Regions from separate parts of the Drosophila melanogaster genome. Here region 1 is linked to region 2. The links are chromatin contacts, called in public targeted proximity ligation maps. All regions are on one chromosome and are shown on one strand. The core of a region is the stretch at or near the end of the contact, and the rest is flanking DNA. Distances in the headings are between cores, read along the strand shown.

Region 1 (5,807 bases), core at 1,869-4,368, 280 kb after region 2:
TATGAATACAAAGGAAAATATCCTTTTAATTGGATTTCTAGTATCGCAAACTTTTGGATACAAAGAAAACTGCCTGATCTCAAACTTTGCAGGGTGCCCTTGCACTTCTTAAACTGCATACAGATAATGCTATCGCTCAGTCTGAATTCTTCTGTTCAAGTTCATTGGCTGGACGATAATGTACATACATATAGTGCACCGTGGGCAGCGTTTCGTAAATCGGGGTACTCGAGCGTAGCCACTGGCGATTAGGCTATCAAACTTTTGCCAAACAGCAGCTGACGACGCTCGTTAAACTCATTTGTAAATCACACGATAAAGCTGCTGCCAACAATGGAGGCAAATGACAGATGTGAGTAAATAATAATAAAGGCAATTTCGAAAGGAATCCGAAAAACACAGAGAATCACGTGAAGTTCAATTAGCCAATTGTGGGTGGTAATGTATGTATATATTCAAGTTTTAGAAACTTACTGTGTGACGCTAGCCATTCATTGTAGTCCAAACCAGCTGGAAGATCCACTAGGGCTTTGAGATCAGCTTCAGGTAATTTACGTTCTAGGACACTTTCCTCCAAATACAATTTGGTGTCTGTTGAATTTTGATCGCCATCGCGTTCCTTGCGACGGGCCTTGCTGTAAATATGCAAGAGAAGAAAGATGAATTACAATTAAATGATGAGTTGTTTAGCAAATAATCGAAAATACAAAGTGTGAATGGTTAAATAGATCTGTTTAGGAGTCTCACCCAGCTACGCATAGAAAACTATCAACTGAATCCTGAGCATAACGGTACAGGGTACCAATGGTATCACCGATTTTAGAGGGTATTGTCGTCACTTGCCACATAAAACGAGCGGTCTTCAATAGACATTTAATCACATACGAAGTTTGGGGCGGTGGGGGCGATGCGGTTGTTGTTGTTGTTGTTGTTGTGCTTGTTATTGTCGCCGTTGATATTGTTGAGCTCGACGTTGATGGCGAACTTTTGAACTTTTTCTTTGGATCCGATTCAGACACAAACGTTACTCCTATTCTTGTTGGCACCTTTGAGCTTAGAGTTTCTTTCATTTTTTGGTATTATTTACGTTGCTTTGGTCATCTTGCCTTCTGCGATCCGTTAGGGAAATTAGACCATTTATTTAGCCCGAAAAACGAATCCAACCGATTCGAAACAAACCAAACGGAAAGCTCCGTATCGCCCAAGTGACTAGCTTCAAATGTTATCGCTTGAAAAGCATAACGCTCAGTACGCTTCGGAAAAAAGAACTCGTGGTATTTTGATGGAAATCGGAGAGAGAGAGACCAAGAAGACTCTCCCAGAGAACCAAGTCCCAATCCTATGAGCTACCAAACTTTTTCATTGATAGATAAAGAGTTAGGAACCCTTACAACATTACTATATCTTAAGAAGGAAAGACCTGCGCACCTTGAAAACTGAGAGTTCGGTGGTATCTAAACAAGACTTACGAATTGGTTGATATTCAAAAGCCTTGAAATAGTTGAAGGCAAATGAAATCAACTTTTGTCCCAACAACAAGTGCAACAACTACGCTCAGAATGCATTCTTAATAATTTATTTGATTTTTCTGAATGATAAAACAAGGTACGCTTTCAACCAACCATAAGAACTAGCTGGTGTACAAAACAAATTTATCGTATTTATCGTATCTTTTGAGATCACGTGCCTTTGGCTAGTTTCAAAAACCCCTCAAAAGAAAAGAATAAAAAGCATAACGCTTATCAAAACTAAGAATCAACAAGTCTTTTCATATTTGCCTCCATATTGTTTATATTTATGCAAAGAGCTCGAAAAAAGTGCGTGGCCGTGCTCATGGGCATAACCGAGTTTAATAAACATTTATCAGTCGACCGGAGAGACGGTGGCAAATGCGTCTCTTTAGGCATTTAAACAAATAAACTTAGTTCTGATTATAATTATGCCACCCACCCAACGCCGCCCGTTGTGCCCGCACGATATCGGCGAAGCGTGCTGATAAAACTCGAAATCCAAACACATATGTAGGTACGTACGTACATATATAATATGTATGTACACATTCATTGAAGTATATAGTCATCGTGTGTACATTTGAATATCAGACAAATGTGCGCTTTTGTTCCCCATTATTTGCTGGGAGGCGGCGAGGCGTGGCGCACAGGTAACCACCAGACAAGCGACTTTCCCGTTCAGTTATTTTTTTTTTTTTTTTCATTCAGATAATGCAAATCCACCCGCCCGCATTTAAGTGGCAGTTGGAGTGGCATACGGTGGGATTGGGGCATTAGCATTAGCATTAGCGGTGGCACTCTAACTAATAGTTATTCCATCAAGTGCCAAATAATGCCAAGGACCTCCACATCGCACATCGATCTGTGTGACGCCGCCACCAACACCACCTTCGCTCTTGTCGCACAAAATTTGCGTGTCAGGTCAGAGGCGACGAAAGGTCGACGTGAATGGATTGTGCGCTCCGGTTCCAATTTAAATGGCCGGATGCAGTCTGGCACACTAGATGGCACACTAAGATTGGGCGGAACTCAAGGCGCGTCGTACCCTGTAATCAAGGACACAGAGCACTGGTTTCGAGTGCAAATCAAATCCTTGACTCACGCCAACTCATTTGCAAACTAAATGGACTTTCTTTGGATAATATTGGAAAATAGTTCTTTAAATTTGTTACATTTGTTGATTACATTTTATAACATTTTTAGAAGTTGTTGAAATGAAGAAGAAGTAGAAGTATTTTGATAAAGAAAGTGGGAATTTCTAGGACTCTATATATATATATATAAAAGAACTAACTTAAACGTGAAGATTTGTACATTTGTACATCCGTGTATTATAAAATCCAGTTTAATCCTACTTTATTCGATTTGTAAACTTTCCCTTTCCAGTTCTCAACCTGAGTTTAGGTACCTTCGTCCGTCAGTCGCCTTGACACATTTTTTTCAAGATGGTGAACTGTAAAACACGTTCTCACTTGGAAAAGCTCTTAGTCGATTACCGATTCGTGCGACAACTTTATTGCACCTCCGATCGAATGGGAACTACTGGCAAACAAACCATTAACCCACACACTCAATTTACACACTGGGGCCAATCGAAGTGACGTGTTGTGTGGCGCGATAAGTCGACTTCTTTCGGTTTCTTGCAATTTCACAAGAAGTTCCTCGGAAACGTCACATACAAGTCGTATTAAATGTGTGTTTTATGGGGTTTCCCGTATAATATCTTCTATTTTTCTTTTATCACATAAACACCTCGCTTCTATATCGCAGAATAGGCCGCAAATATATTCGCACGTTTGGATTTTATATCGCATTTCGTGTGCCATCGCTACGAGTCGAGCGAAAACCTAAAACTAAAAGCCACAAAAAATCGAAATGGATGGATGGTATGGCCAAAATGGGTGCATAAAAAATTGGTGATAAATAAAATTGAAATTCCAACTCATCATTTTCGTATTGGCACGAAAGAGTGCCCAAAATGTGGGTGGGTTTAGCTGTGGCTTTGACCTTGTGTCGTAGATAAAGCGAATATAGTTTGAAACATTCAGAACTGGCCAAAAAAAACAATTAGCCAAAGGAGAAGAGAAGGCGACCAGAGCCAAGGGAATTCAATACATGGTCGAGAACCTGACCTAATGTTATATTTCTTATTGTTTCGATTCGAAGCATATGGCCCCAAAACACACCCAACACCCCAGGGAGGTGGCAAAGCGAAGGGACTAGGAATTGGGCCATATGAGAACCACCTCCCAACCCCTCCCCCATTAGAGTGGCCCTGAACACACATGTCCATTTAGCCCCCACCAACTCCATCATTTTAGATAAGCTCACGGGCTTTCCCGACATCGCTCTCGTGTGCCATTTACCCCGAAAAATATTGCGATAGGCCTCGCTCGCCATATGCTACGCACAAAACCAATCATCGTGATATTGATCTATCAATTAAAAGCCTTTTGCTGTTGCCCCATCGCACCCCAGATACTAATTGTAAATAGGTAGGTGAAGTGAGGTGCTGCTTTTTATACACATACATATGCATAATGCATATCATAGTTAAAAATCGCTAGTCACTCGAAAATTGTACACAAAAAAGCAGTCGAGTTTTAGTTGGTTATCTCTGCATTTACTTAGCTAAGCATACATTTTTAGTTAGCTTAGCAAAAGCGTGAGTTTGATTTACAATCATTTTTAGTAGGAGCAGTTTTAAATTTTAAATAAATAAGATGAAATGATTATTTCAAAAGCAAATACATATATGCATGAGTATTTCCCTTTGATAAACTAGTAAATTAAATGTAAACATTAAAGTATTTCAGCATGACAGGATTTTTGCAAAATTTCTATCCGTATGACACACATATGGTAGGCATAACAAATTCTGTTTATTCTAACATTTCTATAACGAAATACATAGCTCTTTATGCTGATTATAATGATGATGAAATCGAGCAAATGGCTCGTTGTACTAACTGGGCTGATTATTGCAGAAGAACAGCGAACGAAATGGAATTGAAAATGGAGCTATAGCTCATCGGGAGATGTAGTTGGAAATATTGCTTAATATCAGACAATGACTAAACTACGCCCCAGAAACAAAGGCACATCCACGACAATAGACAATGGAAGACGAAGACCCTAGTTTTCCCCCGCCTCTTTCACCCACCGCACAGTGGTTTTCCATAACTGCTATCAACTGTGTGTAAGTATTTAGCCATATAACTGCCTATACATATCTGTATATACGATTGCATGTGGGTGTGAGAGCGGGTTATTGTTGTTGACGATGTCGAAAGTAACGTCGTTGTAAGTGTCCAAAGGTGTTGAAATTGCCATAACAACAACCACAGTGTGGCGGAGATATAGCCGAGTCGTACGATAAGTTAATAGCCAGAATGCACACAGCCAAACAAAAAAACAACAAGAACAGAACAACAAACGACTGATAAGATACAGCGAAAAACGAGGAAGAACAACTACCCCACTAGACACTTTGCTATACCACTTTGAATATGTTCTTCAAAGAAAGATACATTTCCTTTGATTTGCATAGAACGTAAACACTACAATGTTTTTATGTGTAAAATATTAAGAGCTATACTTGTGTCAATATGAATATTTGCGAGAATAAATTAAGCTAGAACCAGTTGAGAATTATAAGTCGCCCCATAAGGAAAGTGGTTTGACCTTTTATTTTAACATACAGGCTTCTTATTAAAGTAATATATTTACAAATTCTAGAAGTTTCTCTGTGCTGCCTCAAGAAGCTTTCACTGCCCGAATTGGCCACCAACTTTGTTGTCTGTCACCCCAATCATGACATGATGATGGGGATGATGTAATGGTCTGGCCATAACCACAGCCTTTCTAACTAGCTCCGTCTTGGTGTCTGTCTCCCACAAAATATATGTATCTATGTATATTATTGTGGTCTGACTCTGGCTCTTTGTGTTCAACACTCGCGGCAAAAAGGGCCCAGTTCAAGATACAGAAACCGAAAGAAAAAATCAACAGCCGAAATGAGCATGGAAACGTGACAGAATAATGGCATCACATAAACGTCTCATTGATACACGATAGCTCTGGGTGGCTATTGAAGTAAATGGCATACATAAAGGCCAGACACCACCGCACAAGCCAAATGTGGGCCAGCAACTCTTTAGACCCCAAGACACAAATGGAGCTGGGTTAAATTACACTGGAGTTTGAGATAAGTTAACCAAGTCAGCATATTGTTTTTGTTTGTTGATCCCCAAGTCTGATCTAAGCTAAGTCTTAGGAAGGATCTAGCTTTTGTAT
Region 2 (5,376 bases), core at 1,331-3,830:
TTTTCCCCTTGTTTTCCTGCTCTACGGCTCCGTTTTATGGTGTCCATTTCCCATAGAGCTCCAGCTGGGATGTGGCCATTAAAGAGTACGAGTTGAGTCGAGTCCGAGTCCGAGTCCGAGGAGTCGCATCCCTAATTGTAAAAGAGGGGGGAGGAAGCTAACCCATCGTTTCCTCAATCTCTGTTTATAATCAACTTGAACTTGGAAGGTTACACGTCAGTGGTTTCTCTACCATGAGTTTATAATCCTATTTGTTGCTTCCAGACGCTCTAATAAGTTGTCATCTATGTACATATGTACATACATACATATGTCTTATGGTGGTTCGTTATTATATGTGTTATTTCCTCACTGACATTAGTCACCTTTTTCGTTATCAAAATCGATCATACGAGACTGCTTTAACCAGTCTTCTTTGTTAAAGTTTCTTCTTTTTTTTTTTATTGGGCAATAAAAAAAGACACACTCATTGATTTAAAATTTGATTTGGGCTAGTCACTTCATATATGTAAGATTGAATTTAATATTGATAAGCAAGCAAGTATTTACTAATATCTCTTATTGGCATTTCAGTGCGCTCTCTTTGCTGCACAATAATCACAATACATTGAAATGGGCTAACGATTTGCATAATGGGATGATGATGATGATGATGAGGGCGGTCATCAAATTTCCAGCTGGATCTTGACATTGTTGATGGAATCAGCCATGGCACTCTGATAATATAAACTGCCGCTCTTTATCTGCTCCATTGTTGCAGGTCTCACATGACAGGTGTGTCATAGTCAGAATCCCCATACCAAGCCATACATATGTAATGCTCTAAACAAACGTTCCACCATCATCGTATCAACTTTGTGTATCAAATTTTTGCATAGTTTTCCATGGAACTAATCCACGTTCATCAACCGAATGAGGTGAAAACAGAGAGGAACACCAGGGATACCATTGGGATGGATGGCGGAAAAAACAAAGGGGTTGGATGCGGGTGGTGAAGAATTGCCACCCAGAACACATGTATGTCCAGTAATTTCATCATTTCTACGTTTTCTCCAATTTCATGCAACTTTACGTAGCCGTCTAAAAAAAAAAAAACCTAAGGTATAACATGAAATAGAGAGGCAGAGAGAGAAAGGTAATACCGAAAAGAAGAAAAGCAAAAGAACTCGTTGCCAAGCAGAAAATGAACTATTGATGGAAAAAAGCTGACGGCGAATGCACAACACAGGCAAAAGGCACAAAAGATACAAAAGATACATGGCATGACTTTGTAGCAGATACAAATACAGGCCACCTTCTCTAACTGAAAATTTCCGAGGGCTTCAGTTACAGAAAAAATGTTCGTTAAGGTTAATTTCGATTAAATGCCTAAGAGCAAGGTTTGTCTGTATATATTAGATATTTTATAATATCCTTCGTATCTTTTAAATCTAATCATCACTTACTGTAATTTTGTTTATTTTATTATGTTTTTTTTATTGCTAATGAACAATCATATTTGTATATACTGCTCTAAAGTCACATATGTATATCTCCTACATTATGCACACTATTAATAAACGTAGAGATAACAAGTTCCTCATTCTGCAGGCTAAGGATTTAAGAAAAGTATCTTTAAGATGCAGCCAAGGCAGTTACACCTGTGTAGGTGCACGTACGTGTGGGTGCAGCTGTGTGCAGAATAAAACAGATGATTGCCCATAAGCAAAACGAACAACAACAAAGGCCGGCCGGGCTCCAAAGAGCCATCTCTCCCGCTCTCTCTCTCTCCCTCTCTCTCTCTATCTATCTCTCTATCTCTGTCTGTTTGGGGGCCCTCTCTTCGCTCTGTTGCAGCAGCGAAACAAAAAATAAATAAATAAATAACCAGCTAAAAAATAAAAGAAGAGAAAGACCAACAACAAGCAAACAGCAACACAAACACTTACTGCACACACTCTCACAAGCACACCAACACTGGCGCACACACACAGTGGGGCACAAATGGGAAAGATATGAAAATGAAACGTTGCCGTTGAGCAACTTGATTCCAATGGACTTGGCTCACTCAGTGAGTGAAAAACGGCAACGGCGCACGAGAGCCGTGTGTGCAGGCAATAAGAAAAAAGCAACAACAACAACAACAACAACGGCAGCAGCCACAAACAACACGACAGCAGCAGGAACAGCAACAACAACAATAACAGCTGAGGCAGCAACAAAACCCTAGGCATAATACATATACTTACTTACCTACCTACCTAGCTGTATCCAAAGATATATGTATATGCGACTATCTATCCAACTTGCCACATACATAGTTGCACACAAACAGCGGTCGCCAAATGAATAGGCTCTATCAACCTTTGAACAATACAAATAGAATGAATACTCGATTTTGAAGACTTTATTAGCTGCAAATGTAGATAAATATATAGTTTCAATTGAATTATATACACTTAAATACTGGTTACTAAATTATTAAACAAGTTAAAGTTTAAGTCTGTTTATTAAAAAATGCTGCAAATTCATTAACAAACGCCAAAAGGCTGTCCACTTGGTGCACAGTAAAAAGTTAAGGAACGATTAGAAGTATCTGTAATCAGTCGTTCTGCATTATTTTACGTATCTATAATTTTAAAATAAGGTGCCATGCACCGATAGAGTTTTTAATCAATAGAGGTTAACCACCCATAATATCCGTTTGACCGATAATGGTTACTATTCCAGCAAATCGTGTGACTGTAAACCGATTTTAGCACCTGAGATTTATTGATATCGATATTAAGATTATTAAGTTGATTGCATTTGAAAGTTATAAATTTAGGATCGTAATGATAAATATTTCATAAGGAACTGATTAAATAATTTTAAATACTAAATTGCAGATACATATGTAAATACATATTTATAAACATTAATGCTATTTCGTAAGTATATACAAATAGAAAAAAATAAGATATATATACTGTATTTATAACCAACGAAAGTTAAATAAAGTTAAACTCATAGGCTCGATTTTATCATTATCAATATTATTTTGGCCCCCTTTGTACTGCTGCATACATATATGAAAGTGTGTGTGTGTGTGTTTTTGGGGGGCGCGTTGACTGCGCGAAACGAGTTGGAAAATCAAGATATATAGATATGTACGTACGTACGTACGAATGTATGTATTTCACTGGCTGCGCTTGGAGCTGCGCTGCCCGCAGAGACGTCGACAGAGGGCAGCGGCTGATTTTGTGTACACAATGCAAATACACATACAGTTGCACATAGTGCTGCTGGTTTGTGTCGGTGCGGGGGGCAGTGGGAGGCTCGACTCAGAAACATCTGATGAGCGAAACAGCTGCAAGCCCAATGAAAGAGCAGCGGGAGAGCCAGTAAAATTACTGCAAGTTTTGAGCAGCGAGAGACAGAGAGCTGTGCGATAAATGCATGAAAATCAGCTTAATAATATAGCAAACCATTAATTAACGTTCAGTGCATTTAAAAATGCAGCAAATAACTATAATTATGGCACTTTTTAGCAGGAAAAGCCAATAAGAGAGCCTGTTCCAGTTAATATGTTTCGCCGACCAGCTCCAGCTGAGAGCAAAAGAATCAGCTGTGAAAGACGAAGTGAGTGAAAATTGGAGCGCAAACTGGGGGATGAGAATTTTTGCTAAAGAGAACTTAAGAGCGGCCGTTACATGTGAAACTCTCTTGAGTGGTTTACAAAAACTGAAAGAGCGCACGAACATACTATATTTTTCACTCAAACGTGTTTCAAACCAAAGAGATTTTCATACAAAAATTATTACAAAATACAAATTATTTAAATCAGACGTGTAAAGTAGCAAGAGAAAAGAATCTCATTTTGCACATAAATAAATAATAAATAGGCGATTTATTTGCATAGTTACTTTTTCGAGGCGAAACACATAAAGTAAAGGAAAACTTCTGGCCAGTTTCTTCTGCGAATTTCGTTTGCATAAATCAATTATGCATCTGTGGGACACTTTTCTCCGCAGACATTTCAATTCAATTGAAATCTAATTTGTGCTCTAATTTTAGGCATTTTCTTTCCCCGAAGACAAACTGCCAAATCGTTTTCTTTTTTCCTGGCGGAAAATTGTCGCACACCATCTCGTTCGCACTCGCACGTTGATTCGGTCACGTCGCCGGTGCAAAGGAAACTCTGGCCGCTAGGTGGCGCCACGCATGCCGTTTTGTATCTCGTTTTTTGATTTTCGTTCAGCAGATAAATACATTTTGCAGCTAGTTACTTTTCAGTTGAAAATTAATGGCGAAAGAAGTGAATATTATTTATTTTATACAAAATAAGACTTGCATTGTATCTTAATCAAATCAATTTGGTATTAAGCAAATTCTGTTTATATGAAATTTATCTTACGTTAACTTTTTTCTATTTACCTAATACATCAAAATAGATTTCTTCATTTTGATTTCGTTAATATCAACATCTCCCATTTACGAACAGTGCATATCCGACCACGTCAGCGATTTTTATCTGCAAAATGCGAATGATTTTCGCTTTTCAATTGCAAATCGTCGTTATCGCAGTGGATCGATCAAACACCTTTATCAAATTAGCTTATCGCCATTTGTTTTCCATTTCCATTTGGCTGTCTGTCATAAATTACTTGCCAAATTCCTTGGCATTAACTTTGGCCGACAGCCCGGAAACATAACTGTGTACATACTTACATATGTATGTATGTATATGTATCTGCAGCTAAATCTGAATCTGAAGACTTCCCGGGCACAATGAACTTCCCGAATTTCTGCTCGTCATAACTTTTCTACTTCTATGTTGCTTTTTTTTTCTCGAGCATTCCGCGAAAGTTGATCTCCCTGCGTTAGATAGATGGATAAATGGATAATTTGCTCAGCGTTTCATGTTTTCCTCTTGTATTTTTCACCTGCTCGTTTCGGCGAAACATTTTGGCAGGGCCTCCCCCTCCTGGAAAAAGCAAAAAAAGAAAAAACAAAAACAAAATCAACTTGTTCTTGATAATTTTCTTGGGTTCTGCACACGTTCAACGATTTTCCCCGCACTCTCTTTTCTCTTATTTTTTTTTTTAATGAAAATTTATGCATACATATGGATATGGGTGTGTGCCGGTGTGAAAATGTGTTGTGTTTAGTAAAACTAATTTAAATTTACAAATTGCCTTCGAGGGGGCCACAAGAGCGAAAGCCAAAGCCAAAGCGTAAACTTTGTGAAAATTGCTTTCCCGGAAAAGCGGAGAACACACCGAGGGAAAGTTCTCTATACATATGTGCTGCTACGGCTGGCCATGTATCGCAAAGTCACAAAGGAAACAGTTGGGAAAGTGGATTTCAATCTCACAGTTGATTGATTTACCTTGCGAAATTGTTCAAATTTAAATT

The links.
Region 1: a contact with region 2 is called in a targeted proximity ligation map of the Kc167 cell line, with 9 times the contacts expected there. A contact is called at or near these places in 4 of 107 Hi-C or Micro-C datasets (the Kc167 cell line, the Ras3 cell line and leg imaginal disc) and 1 of 7 datasets of targeted methods (the Kc167 cell line).

The regions. Positions count from the first base shown.
Region 1 is chr3L:11,526,708-11,532,514 of dm6, forward strand. Mob2 (Mob2,) reads right to left here. Exons shown (of 4, transcript NM_140217.2): 2 at 475-635. Among named protein-coding and RNA genes, the nearest start is that of Fuca, 6.9 kb to the left of the region's middle.
Region 2 is chr3L:11,244,373-11,249,748 of dm6, forward strand. It overlaps lncRNA:CR44713 (long non-coding RNA:CR44713), which reads left to right and starts at 2,581. Exons shown (of 1, transcript NR_124876.1): 1 at 2,581-2,851. lncRNA:CR44714 (long non-coding RNA:CR44714) reads right to left here and starts at 2,860. Exons shown (of 1, transcript NR_124875.1): 1 at 2,513-2,860. It overlaps lncRNA:CR44715 (long non-coding RNA:CR44715), which reads right to left and starts at 3,725. Exons shown (of 1, transcript NR_124877.1): 1 at 3,032-3,725. It overlaps lncRNA:CR44717 (long non-coding RNA:CR44717), which reads left to right and starts at 3,757. Exons shown (of 1, transcript NR_124878.1): 1 at 3,757-5,376.